Linked DNA regions of Drosophila melanogaster: region 2 is linked to region 1. A link is a contact called in public Hi-C data. All regions are on one chromosome and are shown on one strand. Each heading gives the region's core, a stretch centred on a gene start, on an enhancer-like site or on the middle of the called end of the contact. The rest is flanking DNA. Distances are from core to core; before and after follow the strand shown. Region 1 holds the start of Syx4 (Syntaxin 4). Region 2 holds the start of CG32795.

The links. A called contact is a pair of places that touch in the nucleus more often than the background predicts.
Region 2: a Hi-C map of the Kc167 cell line shows a contact between it and region 1, with 1.9 times the contacts expected there. The contact joins the promoter of CG32795 here to the promoter of Syx4 in region 1. A contact is called at or near these places in 58 of 107 Hi-C or Micro-C datasets (the D17-c3 cell line, the Kc167 cell line, the ML-DmBG3-c2 cell line and 18 more).

What each region holds. Positions count from the first base shown.
Region 1 is chrX:2,740,584-2,746,319 of dm6, reverse strand. It overlaps Syx4 (Syntaxin 4), which reads left to right and starts at 2,244. Exons shown (of 7, transcript NM_080318.3): 1 at 2,244-2,869; 2 at 3,523-3,759; 3 at 4,329-4,422; 4 at 4,489-4,731; 5 at 4,824-4,897. The coding sequence starts at 2,837. It overlaps kirre (kin of irre), which reads right to left and starts at 5,515. Exons shown (of 11, transcript NM_001258579.3): 1 at 5,316-5,515; 2 at 5,076-5,163.
Region 2 is chrX:2,786,879-2,792,910 of dm6, reverse strand. CG32795 reads left to right here and starts at 2,344. Exons shown (of 9, transcript NM_001258580.1): 1 at 2,344-2,666; 2 at 2,754-2,852; 3 at 3,533-3,673; 4 at 4,299-4,417. The coding sequence starts at 3,611. All of the region lies in intron 2 of kirre (kin of irre), which reads right to left. w (white) reads left to right here. Exons shown (of 6, transcript NM_057439.2): 2 at 1-56; 3 at 131-785; 4 at 847-1,162; 5 at 1,366-1,497; 6 at 1,568-2,312. The coding sequence ends at 2,182.

The DNA.
Region 1 (5,736 bases), core at 995-3,494:
TCTTTTTGACGAGTGCGAATTTAATCAAAAGTCAAAAAGCGCACACACTTGCCGACCCCACCGCCCCAGTTGATTTTCCCAAAGCTATCGCTTTTCCACCGCACCGCCAGCGCTTTCCATCAGTTTCCATTTCTCGTTTTGTGCGTGAGCCTCTGACCCAAATAAAAACAAACAAAAATAACAACAGAAGTGGTAACTAAGGTGGGGACAACGCACAAAAAGACTCATCAAAAACTCATAAATTTGCAATTTTCGACACATGACAAAATAAATTGTAAACAAAGGAAAGCGCGAAAGCCGAGAAAACTAACAAAAAACGGGCACAATAAACTTGACTGCCTATAACAATATCTCCGCTTTTCCGACCCCTTTGTTTATGGAAAAGCAATGGAAAAAGGTGAAAAGCGGGTGTTAAACGCAGGGAATATGAATATGTTGCTGTTTTGCCAACAATTTGCACTAAAAAAATAAGTGAATAGATAATAATAACCTGGAATACATTTTAGACTTACAGTCCGCAATGCAAATAAAGGCGGGAAAAACAAGAATTTCATCTTTTTGTATTCTCATTACCTAAACTCAATGAATCCCATGGATTGATAAAAATAAACTGCTTTGTATAGCCACTCCACCTAAATTGAGTTTTGCTTTGTTATGCAGTTTTTTTTTTTAACTTTACAGCACAAAAGTGACAATATCTTCATTGAGTCAGAGTTCTATACGATCGTTTGTAAATAAAAGCGGATTCACGACTTTCGAGCAATTGAATGCCTCTTAATAACGAGTTGGCAAGAAATCGTCGACTAATAAAATGATATTGGAACTCACAAAACCTTCCGAATGTATCTGATAAGCGATTGGCGGTTCGAATTCCACGACGGGGTCACAAAAAAAACATGACTTATATGACTCATTTTAAAAGCCAAACAAAAAAAAAATAAAGCAAAAATAAAGTAACAAGTTCAAGCTCAGAAACATCAGTTTATCTCAATCTCAATTAATTGGTATTTTGCAATAAAAAGTAAATGTTCATGTTTAAAGGGTGTATTAAAGGGTATTCGCGAATTCACATATTCCACATTGAATTTCCAAATCGATTTAAATGTTTTAACCTTATGGCGCTACATGCAGTTCAATTCAAAGTATCAGTATATCACGTATACGTATGCTTTTTATACAATCATTAGAGAGGGAAGAATTCGCGACACGATTCTTTTCTGCCGTCTTTTTAAATGGCATGGCAACTTGAGAAGAATTGCGAACCAAATGAGAAATGGAAATTCGCAACTGTCTGGTGTTGATGGTTTTATTTTTCTTGTTATTGTTGTTGACGTAGTTGAGGGCAGTTCATAAGCTTCGTTTTGCAACCGCAAGAATTGCTAATATAAAGCGGGTAGACCATCTAGCTACCCAGTAAGCAAAATAGCAATAAATTTATTATGGGAAACTTTCGAAGAAACAAGCAACTGAACTGTGCTTAAGAAGTATAATTTACACAAGCGTTTTGAAGGGATCAAGTTGTAAAAAGTGGTGAGTACAACGCTTGACAATGAATTTACACCCTTGACCTACATAGATGCGACCCGCTGATACCCTGTAAATGCATATGGTGGCACAGTACAAAGCCAGCAATAGAAAAAAGTTCAACTAATTAGCGCAAGTGACTTTTGAACGTTCTCGTCGCAGGTTTATTTCTCTTACTCGGTCTTTTATTTCAATTGAACGGCAACATGGAGCGTGAAAAGTGCGACAACAACAGCAAAAGGCGGCAGAGCAATGTAGAAATGTTTACCATACAACAGAGTAGAAATAATAATAAAAACAATTAACACATTTTTCTCCGCCGCCTAACCAGTTTTCATTTCGGTGGCAAAGACGATTTATTCATTTTATTCGGAGACAACAAAAAATGTAGATCGCCACTAACTACACATAATGTAGTACGAGTCTCTATCTTTATCTCTCTCCAGCTAAAGCACATGAACGTACATATCAAATACACCGAAGTTCATGAAATCGAATACCTTCGTATATTCAAATCACAATTCTATTGCTGCATTTAATGTACATTTTTGAATTTTTCATAACTAATTTGAATTTGGATTAGGCCCAATGAATTTATACCATAAAATGCCTATTATTTTGGCCCAGGCTGTAGCCAGAGTGTTTGCTGTCTTTAATCTTTTTGAATTGAAAGAAATCTCGACGCGACTGGGAGGCTCTGCGTTTTTGTGCCGGCGTCGATTTTTTAGTTCGAAAACGTATGCGGCGCGGTGAAGACAAAGGAATTGATTTTCAATAAATCGAATAAAATGTAGCCGAATGTATTTACATGTTAAATTTTAAAAATACATAAAGCTAGTTTTTCCCATAATCCAATTTTTTTCTTTTTTGTGTTTGTGTGTGTGTGCAACAAAAGAGCGAGTAAGAGAGCAAAGAGCCGCCAATAAATGGCAAATATGTGATAGGTGATAATCTGTGTTTAGGCCTTTCTGACTGTCCCTCTCTCTCTCTCTCTCTCTCTCCATGACTTTCCACCCCGCCCTGTCGCTTTCCGAAGGGCAGACGGTAAATATTAGGCGGCTCTTATCAGAAACTTGTGCGCTGATAAGCTTTGATAGCAGGTTTCGCTCTCTCCTGCGCTCTCAATCAAATTTTCCCATTCGCGAACAGCTGTTGGAGGCAACGGCAACAACAAACCAGGAACAAAGCTCAGAAGCTGCTGTAAAGGATATAAAGTGGACATTTTGGAGTACTGGAAAGGAATTCAAGGAATTGGCATAAATTTGGCATATAATTGGCATAATTCAAACCAAAGGCAGTCCAAGTTGCAGAAATGGGTAAAGATCGACTGCCCGAGCTTTTGCAGGTAAGAAAATATTAGAAACGTGGGTGGTTGGTTGGGAGGTTGGGATGAGGTAACTGCTAATTAGTTTGAAGCACAGTGGTTTGGCATCACTCAAACCGCAATACGAATAAAATCTACTTAACACGATGAAATACATTTGGTGGTATTTGCCAGGAAAAGGATTCCACTTTTCTCGGTAAAAAGTAATCCTAATCAAAGTTTTTTTTTTTTTTGCGGCACGTTGAAACACATTCTGACCAAGGTGCTGCCACCTTCTTTACAATTGGCCCAATCTCTCACATTTCTGTTGGCGCTTTTGGCACTATTTCGACTTGTGAGCCAAGGGGGTTTGGTGGGTGTTCGCTATGGCATTTATCAGATCGGCCAGAGATAACGACGATAATGTGGCCACACATCACACTTACGGGGCAACCCCGCGTTTCCGCCGACAAACTTTTAGCACCAAGTGAATTTCAGTACCGAAGTCATTTTTATAGTTCATTTACACCGCGCCAGATTGTGAACACACAAACGTAAATAAACTCAACCAAAGTTGTTAGTTTCAATTTAGTTTTTTCTCAGTTTTTCCCTGCAGTTCGTTAGGATCGCATGGACCTATTTTATTTTTATTTATTTATTTTTTTTTCTTCTCATTTTTGCTGTACTAATTCCAGCGCTCATTGAGCACGAACTCGTCGAACTCGTCGTCGAACGGTTCACTGCTTTTGAACGTGTACAGTGGAACCACGGAGTTCATCATTGGCAACACCGGCGGTAACAATAATAGCTACAGTGTCGTTAGCCAAAACTCTCACAGCTGCAGCAACAATAACAGCAGCACCGAACCCAAGGATCGGTCCAGTTCAAAGATGACGCAGTATGGCTCGAATGTGGATGACATACTCAATCCGGTGAGTTTAAGGATCGAAGTGTATACAAAACACAACTTCAGAATTCATACAAGTTTTTACTATTATTGAGTATTGAAATAGTTAATAGAAGAAACTTTAACTCCTAAGATAGCTATCTTGAAAGTTATAAATACTTAGCGAAGCAAGAACATACAACAGAAAGCAGCTAATATCTAGCATAGTTAAACGTTTCCCCTCAATGGAAATAAAAGATCAGAGAGCCGGAGAGAGGGAAACCCTTTTTTTCTTTTTTATGGCTTACCCACACATGTGTGCACTTATGAATCAGCTGTATTACTCAATCGCTGCCGGCGTAGCGCGAAAACTCGTGATAAGTCCAGAAAAAAAAAAAAACATTTTCTCATTAAATACGTTTTTTATTGTGGTTAAGAGAGCGGACGAAGAGAAGGCAAGTAGTCGCCATGTAAACGTAAACAACGGTAGACAACTCTTGCAAAGCAAAAAAGCAATACAAGCACTGCTTCCTCCTGAGCAAGGAAATGTACTGGAAATGCAATGGAAGTGAATATACGATTTTAATAGATTTTTACGGTATCCTTCCTTTTCAGTACACGGAGATTCGCCAACAACTCGCACAGATAGCCGCCAACTTGGAGACGATGAACCGCATGGCCCAAACTGTCAATCTGCGAACTTTCAACGGTAAGAATTTGAATCTAAAGTTGTGAATACTTCCACTGCATCACGGTCTAAATCCAATTCGCACAGAGAACGAGATGGATGAGCTTCACAACAAAAACCTGAGGCTGGGCAATCAGCTAATGACGCGATTCAACGACTTCAAGGCGAATCTGCCGGCGGAAAACGATTACAGCTTGGAGGCAAGGATGAAAAGAACCCTTTTCTATGGACTCCACCAGACTTTCATCAATCTGTGGCACAAAAACGAACTATTCCTGCAGAACTACGAGACCAAGGTCAAAAAGAATCTGAGACTGCATACAAAAATCAGTAAGTGTGATACAAAATGGACGAGTCTGATTAAATGCTTTGCAACTATTACATTATTTTGTTTAAGAACTTCGTTACAATCTACTTTTTAGTTAATTCTGAAGCCAGCGAACAAGAAATCGAGTTACTCATCGAGAACAAGACAACCAAACTCTTTGTGGATAATGTGAGTAAAGAAAGAATTATACAAACAACTAAGTCTTCTGTCTGATATGATTCCTTATCAAAGGTTTCATAAACATATATATTTTAATATGTTCGGCATTTAGTATGTAGTTTAAATGACATTTTATACAATCTAGGACTATTAGCTACTAAATATTACTCAGTAGAGCGCAACTCACCTCGATGTTGTATTCATTTTTCATTTCATTTGACTTTATCGCATCTATAATTTGCGAGACGATCATTTTCATATCACTTTAAGTAAAGCTTTACACAGAAAAAAAAAAAATTTGGGATTTTAATAGCTAATAGGATATAATCACTTTCGCAACTTTTTCAACACTGGAACACCATAAAAAAAATGAAAAAAAAAACACTGAAGCTCATTTGGTGTAACACCCACACACCTTCATACATACATACATATGTATGAAATTATTTTGCTCAAACGCAAAATTACCGCGAATTTAGGAAAAAAAATGCTTCGTATCACAATGCCTATACTCGCATTTACTCGAGTAACAGCACTAAACAACGGTAAATTCAATAAACTTAATTTCGCGGTGCGCAGTTAAAAAACACGTGCGTATGTCGATGCTCACGAAGAAGAAGGAAAGAGGAAGTTTAAACAGGGAATGATCAAGGGCCAACGGTAAATCAAACTCATACATACTCTCTCTGTTTCCCGCTGTTGTATTAACATCATCTATTAGTTAATGAGGCTGTTAAATAAGGCATTATGTTCTGCAATACAGATTATCACATACGTTGATTAATTATATTGGTTGAGTGGTTAGGCTATACATTTTTATATTGAATAGAATATATTTTCAAACTCAG
Region 2 (6,032 bases), core at 1,095-3,594, 46 kb before region 1:
ACTATTCTGCAACGAGCGACACATACCGGCGCCCAGGAAACATTTGCTCAAGAACGGTGAGTTTCTATTCGCAGTCGGCTGATCTGTGTGAAATCTTAATAAAGGGTCCAATTACCAATTTGAAACTCAGTTTGCGGCGTGGCCTATCCGGGCGAACTTTTGGCCGTGATGGGCAGTTCCGGTGCCGGAAAGACGACCCTGCTGAATGCCCTTGCCTTTCGATCGCCGCAGGGCATCCAAGTATCGCCATCCGGGATGCGACTGCTCAATGGCCAACCTGTGGACGCCAAGGAGATGCAGGCCAGGTGCGCCTATGTCCAGCAGGATGACCTCTTTATCGGCTCCCTAACGGCCAGGGAACACCTGATTTTCCAAGCCATGGTGCGGATGCCACGACATCTGACCTATCGGCAGCGAGTGGCCCGCGTGGATCAGGTGATCCAGGAGCTTTCGCTCAGCAAATGTCAGCACACGATCATCGGTGTGCCCGGCAGGGTGAAAGGTCTGTCCGGCGGAGAAAGGAAGCGTCTGGCATTCGCCTCCGAGGCTCTAACCGATCCGCCGCTTCTGATCTGCGATGAGCCCACCTCCGGACTGGACTCCTTTACCGCCCACAGCGTCGTCCAGGTGCTGAAGAAGCTGTCGCAGAAGGGCAAGACCGTCATCCTGACCATTCATCAGCCGTCTTCCGAGCTGTTTGAGCTCTTTGACAAGATCCTTCTGATGGCCGAGGGCAGGGTAGCTTTCTTGGGCACTCCCAGCGAAGCCGTCGACTTCTTTTCCTAGTGAGTTCGATGTGTTTATTAAGGGTATCTAGTATTACATAACATCTCAACTCCTATCCAGCGTGGGTGCCCAGTGTCCTACCAACTACAATCCGGCGGACTTTTACGTACAGGTGTTGGCCGTTGTGCCCGGACGGGAGATCGAGTCCCGTGATCGGATCGCCAAGATATGCGACAATTTTGCCATTAGCAAAGTAGCCCGGGATATGGAGCAGTTGTTGGCCACCAAAAATCTGGAGAAGCCACTGGAGCAGCCGGAGAATGGGTACACCTACAAGGCCACCTGGTTCATGCAGTTCCGGGCGGTCCTGTGGCGATCCTGGCTGTCGGTGCTCAAGGAACCACTCCTCGTAAAAGTGCGACTTATTCAGACAACGGTGAGTGGTTCCAGTGGAAACAAATGATATAACGCTTACAATTCTTGGAAACAAATTCGCTAGATTTTAGATAGAATTGCCTGATTCCACACCCTTCTTAGTTTTTTTCAATGAGATGTATAGTTTATAGTTTTGCAGAAGATAAATAAATTTCATTTAACTCGCGAATATTAATGAGATGCGAGTAACATTTTAATTTGCAGATGGTTGCCATCTTGATTGGCCTCATCTTTTTGGGCCAACAACTCACGCAAGTGGGTGTGATGAATATCAACGGAGCCATCTTCCTCTTCCTGACCAACATGACCTTTCAAAACGTCTTTGCCACGATAAATGTAAGTCATGTTTAGAATACATTTGCATTTCAATAATTTACTAACTTTCTAATGAATCGATTCGATTTAGGTGTTCACCTCAGAGCTGCCAGTTTTTATGAGGGAGGCCCGAAGTCGACTTTATCGCTGTGACACATACTTTCTGGGCAAAACGATTGCCGAATTGCCGCTTTTTCTCACAGTGCCACTGGTCTTCACGGCGATTGCCTATCCGATGATCGGACTGCGGGCCGGAGTGCTGCACTTCTTCAACTGCCTGGCGCTGGTCACTCTGGTGGCCAATGTGTCAACGTCCTTCGGATATCTAATATCCTGCGCCAGCTCCTCGACCTCGATGGCGCTGTCTGTGGGTCCGCCGGTTATCATACCATTCCTGCTCTTTGGCGGCTTCTTCTTGAACTCGGGCTCGGTGCCAGTATACCTCAAATGGTTGTCGTACCTCTCATGGTTCCGTTACGCCAACGAGGGTCTGCTGATTAACCAATGGGCGGACGTGGAGCCGGGCGAAATTAGCTGCACATCGTCGAACACCACGTGCCCCAGTTCGGGCAAGGTCATCCTGGAGACGCTTAACTTCTCCGCCGCCGATCTGCCGCTGGACTACGTGGGTCTGGCCATTCTCATCGTGAGCTTCCGGGTGCTCGCATATCTGGCTCTAAGACTTCGGGCCCGACGCAAGGAGTAGCCGACATATATCCGAAATAACTGCTTGTTTTTTTTTTTACCATTATTACCATCGTGTTTACTGTTTATTGCCCCCTCAAAAAGCTAATGTAATTATATTTGTGCCAATAAAAACAAGATATGACCTATAGAATACAAGTATTTCCCCTTCGAACATCCCCACAAGTAGACTTTGGATTTGTCTTCTAACCAAAAGACTTACACACCTGCATACCTTACATCAAAAACTCGTTTATCGCTACATAAAACACCGGGATATATTTTTTATATACAAACTTTTCAAATCGCGCGCCCTCTTCATAATTCACCTCCACCACACCACGTTTCGTAGTTGCTCTTTCGCTGTCTCCCACCCGCTCTCCGCAACACATTCACCTTTTGTTCGACGACCTTGGAGCGACTGTCGTTAGTTCCGCGCGATTCGGTTCGCTCAAATGGTTCCGAGTGGTTCATTTCGTCTCAATAGAAATTAGTAATAAATATTTGTATGTACAATTTATTTGCTCCAATATATTTGTATATATTTCCCTCACAGCTATATTTATTCTAATTTAATATTATGACTTTTTAAGGTAATTTTTTGTGACCTGTTCGGAGTGATTAGCGTTACAATTTGAACTGAAAGTGACATCCAGTGTTTGTTCCTTGTGTAGATGCATCTCAAAAAAATGGTGGGCATAATAGTGTTGTTTATATATATCAAAAATAACAACTATAATAATAAGAATACATTTAATTTAGAAAATGCTTGGATTTCACTGGAACTAGTTCTCTCTCTCTCTCTCTTATCTATCGCTACTTGGTTGGCGCGCTCTCGCGCTCTCTTTGTGTGCGTGTGGGCAGTGTGTTTTTTGTTGTTTTGCGCTTTATGTGTTGTATTTTGTGTGTTTGGCCGAAGTATTTAAAACAAAAGTGCAGCGGAAATAGTTAATAACAAAATATTAGTCGACGGTAGCGGTCCGGTTGTTTTCGTGCTCATCGCGAGTACGTATTTATTTTTAAAAAATAATAAACGCGAAAGGCAAGAGAACGCGGCATAAGTTGTGTTGACTTTTGAGTTTTGTTTGTTAATTTTCCAATTGCAAAGGCAAATTGCGGTCTTTTTTTTGTTGCTTCTTTGCTTTTCCAACGTGGCAACGTGATTGTGTGGGTGTGCTCTGGTGTGTGTGCATGTGTGTGAGTGCGTGCGTGTTTGTTTGTTGGGAAATCGCAGAAAAATATTTAATTGATTTTTCACCGGTTTATTTCCTAACCTCAAACGCAACATCTTCTGCTTCTTCTCTTTGCCAGCTGTTGCATACAACAAATAAAAATAATAAAAATAATAATAATAATAACAACAACCACCTAGGCAAACAAAAACAAACGGAGAAATAATAGCAGCCAAATAAAGGATAAACGGCGAGCAAAGCCGCAAAAAACCACCAGAATGAATATCGATTCGCTGAAAAACGAGTGGGAAGAACTCAATAAGGAGTTTGCCGAACTGGAGGTAAGCTCTATATATATTCATTTATATATACAAACATACATCTGTAGAATCGAGAAGTAATGCCCACAGACTATATAGATATCAATACCAAAATTCGAAGACATGAAAGAGGCACGCGCACAAACACCCACACGTGTGTCTGTGTCGCTTTCACCTTGGACAAAAACAGCTGCTTGTTCTTAAAAATACCCTTGCCAAAGAGAGCCAAATGAAATTCACTAAGAACTCAATAATTTCCATTAAATTTGATACTATTATCAGCAAAAAGTGTTAAGCACCATTATAAATGGCACCAAATTTTGTATGCATAATTGTATACACTTTTTTTTTCTTTCCAATCAGAAGATTTTCAAAATTAAAACTTTAACAAACAGCTGTTCATAAATAAGTTTACAGCTATGATATCAGTAACGTATGAAATTCCGATCGCCTGTTTTTAAAGATTATTGAACTCATTGTTGGTATATGGCTGTTTATTACGATAAGTAGAGATAATACCATTGAACTTTGAACTTTGAGAGCTGGCAAAAAATGTGCTCGATGCTCGGCAAGGGTATTCAAAATTCTTCTCAATGGTCTTGCTTATTCCTTTCCAACCCTTTTTTTTTATTCCCACCGATCACAGAGCTGCAACAGGCGGTACATCGAGCTGCTGGAACAGCTGCACAGCCATCAACAAATCTGCTTCAATGAGATCAAGCATCAGCGGTACCGCATGAACCAGATAACGACGTCTCTGCGACAGTGAGTATTGGAGGTCATTGACCCTGGATTAATTTGAAGAACCAACGGGAAGGTGGGCGGGCTCACACTGTAACCATTAAAGATTAAACATGCAGTTATATTTGTTCCTTGCAATTAAATGAGTTTGCTTTGCCAACCAACTCCAGTTATTTATAATGATCTACTTGCCATTTGTGTGGTAATCATTAGCCAATATATATATATATATATATACATATATATATCTGTTCCTAGAAAGCTGCGCGTTCTTTGCACAATGACATTTCCATTCCAATCGCTTTGGCACCTTGAAAACCGGCCGCATTTTCCCACCCCCTTGGCCAACGCGCTTTTGCGTGGATTTTGGGCTATGTGTTCTTGTTTGCACGATTGGAATTTGACTTCAATCAATTAGAGCCGTCTAATCAGGCGAACGAACACACGCATTTCAGCACTCCGAGCACTTGCGTTGATTAGGTGGGCAGAGCAGGGAACACAGTTCTTGCGGCAATTAGTCAGGCCGTAATCAGTTCTTATCGCGTAACTGCCAACAGTTGGTTGTTGGTTGGATCGCTCGGAAACAGTGTTTTTACAACTGTTTCTTTTGTTTTTTTTCTTGGCCGTGATAAAACTTCTGATAAACCAGAGCCCCTAGACTTTGCTCACCACCACCGTCCGTCCATCCATCCAAGACTACGACTATATTTCGGGCTCCGTGTTTTATGGTCGCGTCATAAAAATACCCATTGCCCGATACGCGTAGGTACATAAAAAGGGGGAGTGGAGCATTCTGGCGGAGTGCAAATTAAACCGAAAACTGCCCAACTGCCCAGCTGACCAGCTGCCCTTGACCCTCCGTCGCAATCGCACAGACACACACACTCACCTGCGCAACACGCAATCCCAGCAAACACAATCACACAAATGTGCAGGCACAGTGGGACAAAGTGCGCTAAATTTGGATATATAATAAATCCAAAACCAAAAAGAAAACAAAAAAGGGTAAAATATTTTACTGTTGTTAAAATTCGATCATTCATTATTCACTGATATTAAATATAGTAGATATAATCGATTTAAATTCTTTGCACTTCATCTTCATCGTTTTCGATTTAAATTATAATTACAATTATCTGTTGAATATCTCGGTTGAGCAGTGTGCAGGGTGGCGAATTGCTTTACTTCGCATGCAAAACACCGCCTCAACTTTGACCCACTGTGCGGCCAAGGCTTTTCGCTTTTCGCTTTTATACACTATACTATATACTTTATATTTGTTTTGAGCGCGGCTTCGCAGCGAGTGGAAGTGGAAGAGAAATCGCTTGCATTGGCGCGCTTTTGAACGCTCACAAATGTGGGGTATACAAATCAAATAAATAGCAGGCTGCGCAATGATGAAACATCAGAGATTCCTTAACACTTTTGTTGAGACCTTTCGTTTGTTTGATAGCTGGCTGGCTAATCTTCAATTCCCTATTCATACTATCTATGTATGTTTGAAGTTCTGCCCCTTGTGTCGCGTGTTTGGCGTCACATTGCAACCGTTTGCTGAACCCTGCGAACCCGTGGAACGCGCATTCAGTTGGTCACATAAATTATGCAATTCGCGGAGTAATAGCTAAAATCAACTGATTAC